Linked DNA regions of Cyprinus carpio: region 1 is linked to region 2. A link is a contact called in public Hi-C data. All regions are on one chromosome and are shown on one strand. The core of a region is the stretch at or near the end of the contact, and the rest is flanking DNA. Distances in the headings are between cores, read along the strand shown. Region 1 overlaps LOC109048635 (mastermind-like protein 2). Region 2 holds the start of LOC109048635 (mastermind-like protein 2).

Evidence for each region. A called contact is a pair of places that touch in the nucleus more often than the background predicts.
Region 1: a contact with region 2 is called in a Hi-C map of skeletal muscle, with 5 times the contacts expected there. The contact joins the enhancer-like site here to the promoter of LOC109048635 in region 2. A contact is called at or near these places in 8 of 8 Hi-C or Micro-C datasets (liver, red blood cells and skeletal muscle).

Annotation. Positions count from the first base shown.
Region 1 is chrA7:15,201,546-15,206,959 of ASM1834038v1, forward strand. It overlaps LOC109048635 (mastermind-like protein 2), which reads left to right. Exons shown (of 5, transcript XM_042759868.1): 3 at 5,407-5,414. Among protein-coding and RNA genes, the nearest start is that of LOC109048634, 8.9 kb to the right of the region's middle. Within about 2 kb of position 4,031, at least 5 of the 8 cell types and tissues checked have an H3K27ac peak or open chromatin away from gene starts, as enhancers often do. A contact at or near this core is called in skeletal muscle, where this site is marked.
Region 2 is chrA7:15,138,494-15,144,397 of ASM1834038v1, forward strand. LOC109048635 (mastermind-like protein 2) reads left to right here and starts at 4,464. Exons shown (of 5, transcript XM_042759868.1): 1 at 4,464-4,588.

The sequences.
Region 1 (5,414 bases), core at 2,781-5,280, 63 kb after region 2:
CATTTTCAACATAAAATATACATACATTTTCAATGTAACAAATTATTAAACAATATTGTATTATTTCATTTAAAATTATATGTAATTTTTTTTAATTAGCTAATAAATTGTTAAATGTATGTAAATTTAATTATCAATTAAATTAAATGAATTAAAAATATAACCATTTGAAAATATGCATTATCTATTGAGCTTACATATTAGTCAGCCAACCAACACACCCAATATCCTTCTATAACTAATGAGAACTCACGCATTGAGAATTTGAATTGATTCAGTTTCTATAGAGCTCTTTTTATACTAGAAGATTTCAATAATTAGTATATTTGTTTATTTAGTTAACATTTTTATTCAGTGTACAGTAAGAGATTAAAACCGGAGTGACACAGTGTGGAGAATATTTATGCTAACAGTATAAGACAATAGTGACTAAAATGGCTAAATAAAACACTCGGTCAGATGCAGTTGAAGGCCGACCGTGTTGTCTTTGTGTTCTAGTGTAGTGGCTAAGCAGAGCCCGTCCCGGGTGACCTTGCCCTGAGGTGGAATAGAGGGAGGAGGGTGAACAGGAGAGGGGCGGGAGGGGGTGTACACAGATGGTAGAGAATATGGTTCCAGGGTATTTCGGATGGGGCCTAGCTCTGACAAACGCAAACAAATAAGCCTCTGCATTCAGTGCAGAGAAAGAGAGCCTCATTGTTACAGAACTGCTGAGACGGATCTTAAAAGAAAGCCAAGGTAAAGTAAAGCAATTCAAGAATTTACTAAGTAATAATTAGAAGGGTCCACCAGGGCCGAAGCTGCCGAGAGCTGTACTGAAGGTATCGTAGCCCCGGCGCGGTTCTGTGGTTCTGCAAGGTTGAGGACACAGAGCCCAGCTGCGGCAGGAATCAATGCTGAATAAATTAAGCACTCTGCCAAGTTAACACTAGGCTGGCACCGGCTCTTCCCCTCTAAGCCCAGGTGTGTGTGAATGTGTGTACTGTACGTGTGAGAACATTTTTAATGTGCAAATATGTTTTGTGGGAATGCAGTATGTGGGCATGCCTTATCACACAAGTGTGTGTGTGTGTGTGTGTGCATGCATCTTTGTTTTTTTTTTTTTTTTTTTTTTTTTGTGGATGGGTGTGTGTGTGTGTGTGTGTGTGTGTGTGTGTGTGTGTGTGTGTGTGTGTGTGTGTGTGTGTGTGTGTGTGTGTGTGTGTGTGTGTGTGTGTGTGTGTGTGTGTGTGTGTGTGTGTGTGTGTGTGTGTGTGTGTGCAGAAGTGCATGCCAGGAACAATTCGGGAATTCGAGGCGGTGTTTCAAAGGGTCCCAGGATAGTTAGCATTGCCCTAAGAACTGGATTTTTGTGATAATGTGTATATGGTAGACATGGCACAATGTGGTTAACCAGACTGGCACAAAGACTGGCTCTTGTCTCCAAGCCATACAAACTGAGAAGTAGAGAGAGAAAGAGAGCTGATATGTGTTGTTGTGGAAGTAGGTCAGGCGTCACATTCATTAACATCCTCCTCTCATGCCCAATGATGTGAGCTGTTCCCACTAACACACACACATGTATGTGTACATATCGCTGTGTGTGCACACGCATAAATCAGGGCATGCATAACTTGCATATTAAATATTATAAGAGGTTATCGATTCAAGGCAGACACTCATATATTCAGCATGCATTTGTAAAGAAGGTCATGTGTCGGTCATCATTTCATAGCACTTTAACCCCACCATCAAGGCAATAGATGTAAATAAACTTGGTTACCGTGGAGATAAAAGCAGTACTTAGTGTCTGCCTGGGCTCTGGACAGCTGGACTTCTGCCAGGACGGCACAGCAGAGCGCTCTACAAAACTCTGTCCCACTTTCTCTCGCACACTTTCCTTGCATGTGCTCTCTCTTTCTATCTGTCTCGTGTCTGCTTCCATTACACACTGCACTTTCTAATTCTACCTTTTTTACAAAGTTGTGTGCCTGAGTCAGTCCCTTTCTCTCTTCTTATTCCTCGCTTTCTGTCCACACCATTCATCCCCATCTCATTCTTTTCTTACTCTTGCAGTTATAAGCTTTCCCTCTTTCTGTCCGTCCCCCTCTTAACTCCCAGCAAGGTCACTTGGAGTTGCATGACAAAGCGACTTCACTGACATTCACAACAACTCCCTCCCTCTCTCTCTCTCTCTCTCTCTCTCTCTTCCTATAGTCCTGCACTGCTGCTTCTCAGACATTTTCCCATGACAATTAGCTAAAGCATAGAGAGTGGACCTAAATATAGCGAGCAAATAAAGCCTTACTTGGTGTTTAATTTGGGATCTCAAACCTAGGATTTAACCAAAAGTTCAAGATTGGAGGATTGTGATAGATTATGAATGAGGATGTCCATAGTAAAACAACCAACCACAGTTCACTCTCTGTCTATGTGAGGTTTTTGAGCAAGTAAATTTGCAATCAGTGACCCCCAAAAATAAATACAAATCTTGTGAAGGATTATAAATCTTTTAAAACTGCGAAATGAACCCAAAATATCACTTAAAAAATACAATAAAAAAGTTTCAAATAATGAAAGAAAAACTAACTAAAAATATTGAAATGTCAAAAATCTATAATAACCCTAGTTTAGATGACAAAAGCAAGGTCAAACATGCATGCTCTGGGTTAAGTAAGAAAACATCCTTTCATTCTCGGCAGCACACAAATGCATAATTGGTTTGATTTCTCTTGTTAGTTTGCTATGGGTAATTATGTCTCTTTTATGTGGTTTAGGGCATATTTAGTGCTCTTTTTCATCATTATACCTTTAAAAACTTTTAATTAATGTCATTATGATATTTTATTCTGCACTTCTAATAATTTTATTTTATACTATTTTTTAATTTTATCTATTAGGACCCACTTTATATTAAGTGTCCTTAACTATACATACATTTAAATTAATAATTTGATACAATGCACATAGTGTGTACAAACATGTTTTTACGCTGTAGGCTAATTACATTCGAAAATACCTTCCAGTAATTACATCTGGGGCCAGTTGCATAAACTCAGTCACAATGTTAACACTGTGTCTTAAGAACTAGTTTCACTAACTACTGTAGCAGTTAACCAAGTGGTCTTACTTTTCAGATTCAAATTAGAACAATATATGTGTAACTGATTTTAAAAAGTTATAAACAGTCTTGAAGAAAACCATTGGATGACTAACTATTAAGACTCATCTAAGTAGTTTATGCAACTGGCTGTAGTTAGTAATTTCTGTAGTTTACACCTAGCCTATAATAACATTTTATTTTTAAGTAGCCTATATAGTATTTAAAGACATTTAATGTATAATGGGAACGGTTATACTATTACTTTATTGTTATCGTAAGTTGCAATGCAGAGAGAGAGAGAGAGAGCAATCTAAATTTACATTTCTTTCCACACTGATGGATTTGACAGGGTTAAACATATCTCTCTTTCTTTGTTACAGTCTTGTACGCACAGGAACGGTTGCATTCTGTTCGACAACAAAGGCAGCGGATTGCTTTGATAACCTCTGCTGCTGTGATATCTAATCTATTAAATGCACACTGAAATGTGAGTTGCATGAAAAGCTGAGTGAGCGCGCTGAGCGGAAAGGGGAGGCGGCCTGATGGACTGCTTTACTCGAAACGTGCGTGTTTTGCTGGAGGCTCTGGATTGAAAAGATGGTGAGGTGTTGGGGGGTAGCTCAGGACAGTGGGAAAGAATGAAAAGCCGTCTCTTATCGAGGGCACAATCGGAAACTCTGTTTAACTTGGCAAGCTTTCCCGGATAGAGCGCAAAGCTGCGTCCTGACAGACTTAAACATGTCGTATATTCACAAGTCACGGAGTTATGAGCCCATTAATAATTTATGTTTATCAATACACTAGGCTGACTAGATAGAGAACAGACTGGGGTTTTTACAGTCGATAAAGACAGGCGACAGAAAAGCTCAGTGTAAACTCTTCTATTGAGGAGGATCAAGCTGTTAAACGCGCCGCACGGGCGTTCTGATTTTGTTCAGCACTGTGAGAGTGCGCAAGCGCCATCTAGCGTTCGCTTGGAGGGCAAACCAAGGTTTTTGTTCCTATCTCTCTGTTCTGTTGGATATGTGAGAGAGTCGCTGATCATCACACTAATCAACTCAATGTTTTCTTTCCTTGTGCTTTGCAGAGCATTTGAGCGGCTGACGAAACAGAAAATGTTTTAATAGTGTTCAAACATTACTCATGATATCTTGAAGGGATAGTTCGCCTGAAAATTAAAACCCTGGCATCATTTACTCACCCTCGTGTTGTTCCAAACCCATATGACTTTAAGTGATCGGTGACTGAAGCTGACAGAATGTTCATTTTTCAGCGAACTGTTTTAAGAACCTTTAAGAAGTTACAGATGTGAGTGTTGTTTAGAAGTTGTGGCTCTCAATGGCAAACAGAATCATGCATGGACAATTCTCAGGCACAGCCCTAACACAACACAACCAACAAAAGCATCTAAACCAGCTCTTCATTCCAGCTGCACATACCCAAGTGCTGGATCAATATCCATTACCAGCTCTAGTGCTGCAGACAAGCCATTCATTTCCACTGCAAAGCACCACGATATTCCCCCTGGGAAGCCGTTTCACCACTCTGCCTGCTACAAGCAAAGATGATTACACCAGATTCATGCTAGGAGTGTCTGTTAGTGCCTCAGATTACCTCTGCTTGTTCTTGAGCATGATATTAGCTGTGTGTGATGCTAAGCATATGTAGCTTGAGATTTAATTGAATTCACACAACATAATAAACCCAGTCATTTCAATTTGTATTTGTCTTTATGACGTGAAGCAGATCATTGTGTTCTGCCATAGACCGAACGCCAGACGTAAAGTAGTTATCTCTCCACGTCTTCATAATGGTCTGTGATTAATGTCCTATTCCTGTTACGCATGTGTTTTCAGGATTTGGATTGGAATTGGGAGGGAAGAGGGTGGGGAGCATTTCTTCTGTAGGAATGGGAATATGGGAATGCCTAGCTGGACTGCTCGGGTGGAGGGGTGCATTCAGACAAAGCCAACGAAAACAAACATCTGTGGCTCTGGGAAGGCAGCGTCTGGTCTGAATCCTCTGTGGTTATTTACTGATGTTTACAACTTTGCTACGGAAAGAAGCCTTGTTAGAACATGTGGGCTTGGTTGAGATGACCTTTTTAGCGGTGTTGAGTTACGCTGAATGGCGTCACGTCTTTGATCACGGTGAGATTATACGTAGTTAGTTAGAGTTGTTTGTGTGGGTCAAGTGAAGGTGAGATCATGTCTGTGTGAATATGGCTGGCATTGTTTTGACACATCTGAGTTATGTGTAGCTAAAATGTAGTTTGAAGGTGAGTACAGGTTTAATAGTGATCTTTCTTTTATTGTCTGTCTTAGGATCAAGG
Region 2 (5,904 bases), core at 3,214-5,713:
TGGCTAATGAGTGCAAAAGCAAACAAGGTGAGGCAGTTTAACAGATTTAGTTACATGTCTCATTCTACCATACAGTGTCTTTCCTCTCGTTCTCACTCTCACTTTCTCTCTAATTACTCAGGTGTTGGCAGTGAGTTTTGTAGTGTGCTAGTGCTAGCTTTGCCAGCAGGGCACAAAGGATTTACTGACCTATTGCTAACACTGGGAGCTTCCACTAGTAAGCTAATAAAACGCTGCACACACTTGCACTTCAAAATCACACCATGCAACCCAGTCCCCAACATATGCTGCTTAATACAAATGAAACTTTGTGCATAGAAACATTATTTATGTACATTCTATAATTAGAAGAACATTATAGAAGTGCTGTTCTAGAGCTCACTTGAAATTAAATATTTGTAGCACTACATTTTCTTCTTCTGTATTGCTGACTGTGCTTTCTTCTGTTCATATTGTTCTCTTTTCTAAGTCATTTTGGATAAAAGCATCTGCTAAAAAAAAAAAATGTAAAAGTATATTTTCATCAATATGGCTCCAATGAAGAGTGTAATCCTAATCAGTGACAATTATCTGAACTTTAACTATTAAAATTAAAACGAATCATACTTTCTCTGTTTGGAAGTGCTATTATTGCTGAAAGGTGTTTGTTAAATTTTCATTAAAAGTGCTGTCAGTGAACAAAGACACCAAACCTAAATGCACAAATTGATTTACATGCAAAGAGTGTTTCTAATTGGCTGTTTTCTGATTGGCTGAAAAAAAGCATATGCACTATGATTAATTTTTTTCCTGTTACAGAAGCTTGTGTGATTTCTAATTGCAAATGTTATCAATAATGCTTTGTTGAATTTGACTCTTATGTGAAATATATAAAAAAGAAAGCTTAGAAATCCTTTAAAACACTTTGAATCACCACATGAATCAATATAGAGGAGCCTAATAAAAAGCTGATAATCCATGTGATTTCTTATTGTAAATGTTATCAATAATGCTTTGTTGAACTTGACTCTTATGCGATATATATAAAAAAGAATGCTTAGAAATCCTTTAAAGCACTTTGAATCACCACATGAATCAATATAGAGGAGCCTAATAAAGAGTTGATAATCCATGTGTCACAAGTCAACAGTCATCTGTACTTCAGGAAAAGTCATTAGTCATTTAGTCAGAAAAAACTCCAGACTTTGCATGCAGCCAAGAGATTAAGCAGGCTGTATTACAGGTGACTTGTCAAATAGAACAAAGAACAGGTGCAAACAAAGAACAGAAACCATGACAACACAAATAACATTATGCAGACAAGGAACTCTGGTGGTGAACTTGGAATCTGTGCTAATGGATTTGATACAATGCCCTTCCTCTAAACAGATATGCTACTATTCAAAAGGTTGGAGTCAATAGGATATTTTTAATAGCAAATTAATACTTTTATTCAGAAAGGATGCATTAAATTGATCAAAAGTGACAGCAAAGACTTTTTGTTACAAAAGATTTATATTTCAGATAAATGTTGTTCTTTGAACTTTTTGTTCATCAAAGAATCCTGTTAAAAATCCTGGTTTCACAAAATAATTGAGTAGCACTGTTTTCAAAAACTGTTGTAATGTTGGTGGAAAACAATGTAATGCTGGGTGTGCTTTAGTGGATTAATAGCATAAAGCAAGCATATATTTATATGTATATAGTTGAACATGAAAATGAGAAACAAAAGAAAGAAACATCTAAGTTGTAGTTCTATATACCACGGTGCATTTATTTTAGTTTAAGAGCTGCCTCATAGCAGGGGGTCTTTATAAACACTAATCTCTCTTTGGTTTAAGAGAAAAGTTCTACGTTGTGTGTGTGTGTGTGTGTGTTTGGGGAAGATGGAAATTACAATTCAATATTGGGAGGCCTAAGAGTAGAGCTGAATGTAGTGGCAGGCAGTTCAGTTCTTGTTCTTTTGTCAGTTCTTTTAATTTTGTGCTAATGATGGTTTTAGGGGGTGTTCTATCCTGCTGTTCAAAGAACAAAACTGAGAGAAGAGGAGAGAGAGAAAGAGTGAGAGAGCTGACCTTGGCGAGTGAGAGGAGAGGTGGGTAAATAGATTGTATTGAAGTTACCTTGACAACTGGCTATGCTGATTTTGGCCATCTCTGGGCCTATGGGAAAAGGAAAGAGGGGGAAGTAGGGAGAGAGAGAGAGAGAGAGAGAGAGAGAGATGGTGAGGAGTCAGTTATATTATGTTTGGTGTGTGTGAGTGTGTTCGTATGAGGGAGAGAGAGAGAAAGAGAGAGGCTGCCATGCATGGACTTCATATTAATCATTAACACAATGCTCCTGAAAGTTCCTGCCAAACTAATACAGAAGATATTCATGAATTTTTTTAATATTGATAGAATGCTATTTGTGTTAATGCTTACATAGGTATTTAGTACTCTATGGAACATAAAGCAGTGCAGTGAATTTACCATGCTACATTCCTAAAAACTATTGTAATACCATAATTATTTTTTGTACATTGTGCTGCAGTGCTTATCTGCGTTCATGTGCATTGTGTGTGACTGCGCTAAAGTGTTACTTCAGCCCTCTAAGTCTCCACTCAGCAATCATCAGCTTAATTGAATTCGCAAGGCACTGAACAGAGAAAATGTAACCAGTATTTTGCCTGAATCAGCTGTCCAGATGATGAATGAGACAGAAAGAAAGGAAGAAAGAGAGAGAGTCATCTGTGTATACTGTACATCCATTTCACACATACTGCACATGTGTAGAGGAAAGAAATTAAGGGTGGAAAAAAAACCTGGAGAACTCCCTAACACGTAAACCAGCGAGGCTTTAACCTTCATGTCAGCCTAACTGGAATGAGTGACATCACTGCATAAACACAAAGTTGATAGAAGGAGCGTTCTTGTTTAGACTACTCATGTTGAGCAGCACCCTCTCTCTCTTTCTTTCTCTCTATCTCTCTCCCTCTGGTCGTGTATGACATTGTGATAGCCTTAGTATGTATGAGTTGGAACGCTCAACAATGTAGTTGGACACAGGAAGAAAAGGGGGCTGGGTTAGAGGGTGAAGAAGAGGTTTAGCACATTTGTAACCTGATGCGTATGAAGAAGTTGCAGGGAGTGTCTGAATACTTGAGATTGTTATCGCTCTGGGATTGCGCTTTTTGTGTATGTTTGTGTGTGTAACCATATGCACTGCCATGAGAGTTGTGGCATTATATCTGAAGTACAAACACAGAACAGGGATAAAGACATGCATATACAACTGAAACTGTTTTGAACTGATTTCGAACCCTCTCGCTCTAGGTTAGGGGCCATATCTTCCCAATGCTTGTCAAAACATGAAAAGTGATTAACTTTGTATTGTGGGCTTGTATTTGAATGAGCAGGGTGGGGGGCTCCTCTCTGTGTGTGCATTGCATTGTGTGTGAAAGAGCTTGGGAGAGGGGGTGCCTCTGATGTGTGTGTGTGTGTGTGTGTGTGTGTGTGTGTGTGTGTGTGTGTGTGTGTGTGTGTGTGTGTGTGTGTGTGTGTGTGTGTGTGTGTGTGTGTGTGTGTGTGTGTGAAGCTCTCTGTAACCTAAACTCTCCTGACTCCAGGTGCAAGTAAGGGATTAGAGCACTCTTTCTCTCTTTCTGTTTGTGCCAGCATTGATATGAGACTGTTTTGAGGTTTATATTTAAATATGTTCACTTATCTGACTCTCTTTGAATAAGAGCTGGTGCAATGAGTAATTTTGGTTGTACTTTTAATACTTAACAATTCTTCACTTTTGGACCATGAAATGGCCATTAGAATAGAAATGAACACTTTGTCTGAGTTTAGAGATCAGCTCTTAGCTATTGTCAGATGTGTGGTTCATAATGAGGATGATGATGTAGATATCCAAATAAGCAGAAAATAATGTCTTAATGGAAAGCCATTATTAGACTGTTTTTCACCCCCATCAGTCTGTTGAGAAACAAAGTTGTATTAACAAAATAGCAGGTTAATATGATGAGCAGTTTTGCCTAAGACCTGATCCCTGGAATTGTCAAAAAAATAAAACTAAAATAAATAAATCCATATTTGTGGCTTTAAATCTTTGAAAGACACTCATAGCTTTGTTGGAGCCAATTTAATCAGATTTCCAAAGAAATAACTGTATAATCCACTTGTTTTTCTTTCATTTTTTTTCCTTAATAAATATAATAAATAAAAAAAAAAAAAAAAAAAAAAAAAAAAAAAAAAAAGTGTACAGTCAATGTTCTGTTATTTTTTTTTATTTTTTGTTTTTTTTTGTATTTGTGTGTTTTAAGAATATTAATGTGTCAGTGTCTACTGTTTTGGTTTGTTTTCTTTTTTCTACACCTTCCCATGTTATATTAGTGATATTAGATATCAGTGACTCATCCATAACACACAAAAAGACCCTCGCTACAACCTACAGAAAAAGGATTTTAAAAATTCGCGTCACAGGGATGAAGCACAGAGAATGTCCCTTTAAGCGCAGACTGCGAGTGGAACATCTGCGTCTCCTCCTCTGTGACATCGCACAGAGGAGCGTCCTATGGACTACCTGACTCCGCCCACCAGCCAGGAAGCTACAGAGCTCTGTGATCGTAAGTGGCCGTGTAGATCGGTAGATCGAGAGCTGACACAGACGTTTGTGTTATTAGTCCCAGTTCAAGAGAATCAACATGACTGGCGCTTGAACGGAATGTCAGATTAGCTTTCATTTGGACAGAATCCTCATTCCTCGTTGTCCATCGCGCACACAGCTGGGCGATAGCGCTATTTCCAGACTTATATTAACCATCTTTTGTTAGATTCCCAATCAGGCTTTTCTTTATAAGACAGTTTACACATATTGAAACAAAGTGGATTTAACAGTGGCTACGTGGTTTACCCGCACTGCAAGATGCTTCTGGTCTCCCAGCGGCTAGACTCACCTCGCATGGACCCATTAGTGAGTTTATGAGTTTCATATTATTGGATTGCTTTAAATAGTGGCTCGCTCCAACGTTACAATCATTTGGTGTTTACTAAATCCCTGTCTGTTTCACTTCATACACCCCTACAATGGCTTTTTACGCAGCATTTGCTTTTTTATACTGTAACACTCCTACTGTTATGCTTGAGGTTCACGGTGAAGTTTGGAAACTTGAGTGGAGAAATCCCAGTTTTGTGTGTGTTAGATAAGGCAGACATAGATTAGAAGACAAGCTTGAAGACTGCACCAAAGATTATCTGGCGCTGTCCCGCGTATTTACGCACACATTCCGACTAAGTTCCATTTAGCCTACTGTATAGATTTTGCAAGTATTTTATTGAATTATTTAGTAGTCATTCTGACTAGCCAAATGACAAGTAAGAATGCTGTTTTAACCTGAGGGAATGTTACTGGTAGCATTTGAGCTAGATAGAAGATGGTGTAGCTAGTATCTTATCTTTTAAATACGTTGGCTACTAGTAAAGATGCAATATACACTAATAACTGCTGTTAAATAACTATTAGTCTCTTGTGAACAGTTGCTATTTGTATCAAAGATCCCTATAGAATTCAGTGATTAAAATATACAGTTATTTGTCATTACTGGGATTGTGACTAGTAGCAGAGAAGTACTGGTTACTAATTGAATAGATTCACTACTGGAATTACTAGGCTACGTGTAGCTGCTGATGAATATATCAGTGTGATTGCTTGTAATTAAAAAAATATGCTATACATGATTAATAAATACCAGTTAGTTGAAAGGTTTGACCATACACTCACAGTCTGTTATGACAAACTGATTCAGAGAGAATAGCAGGTTGAAAGAGACTCAAGATCCTATCAGCGCAGACATTTAAACGCCTTGCATGCATGCTTTATCGATGCATGTAACGCAACTTGACGATTGATAAAACCTTTGTTTTCATACATACGGCTGAAGGC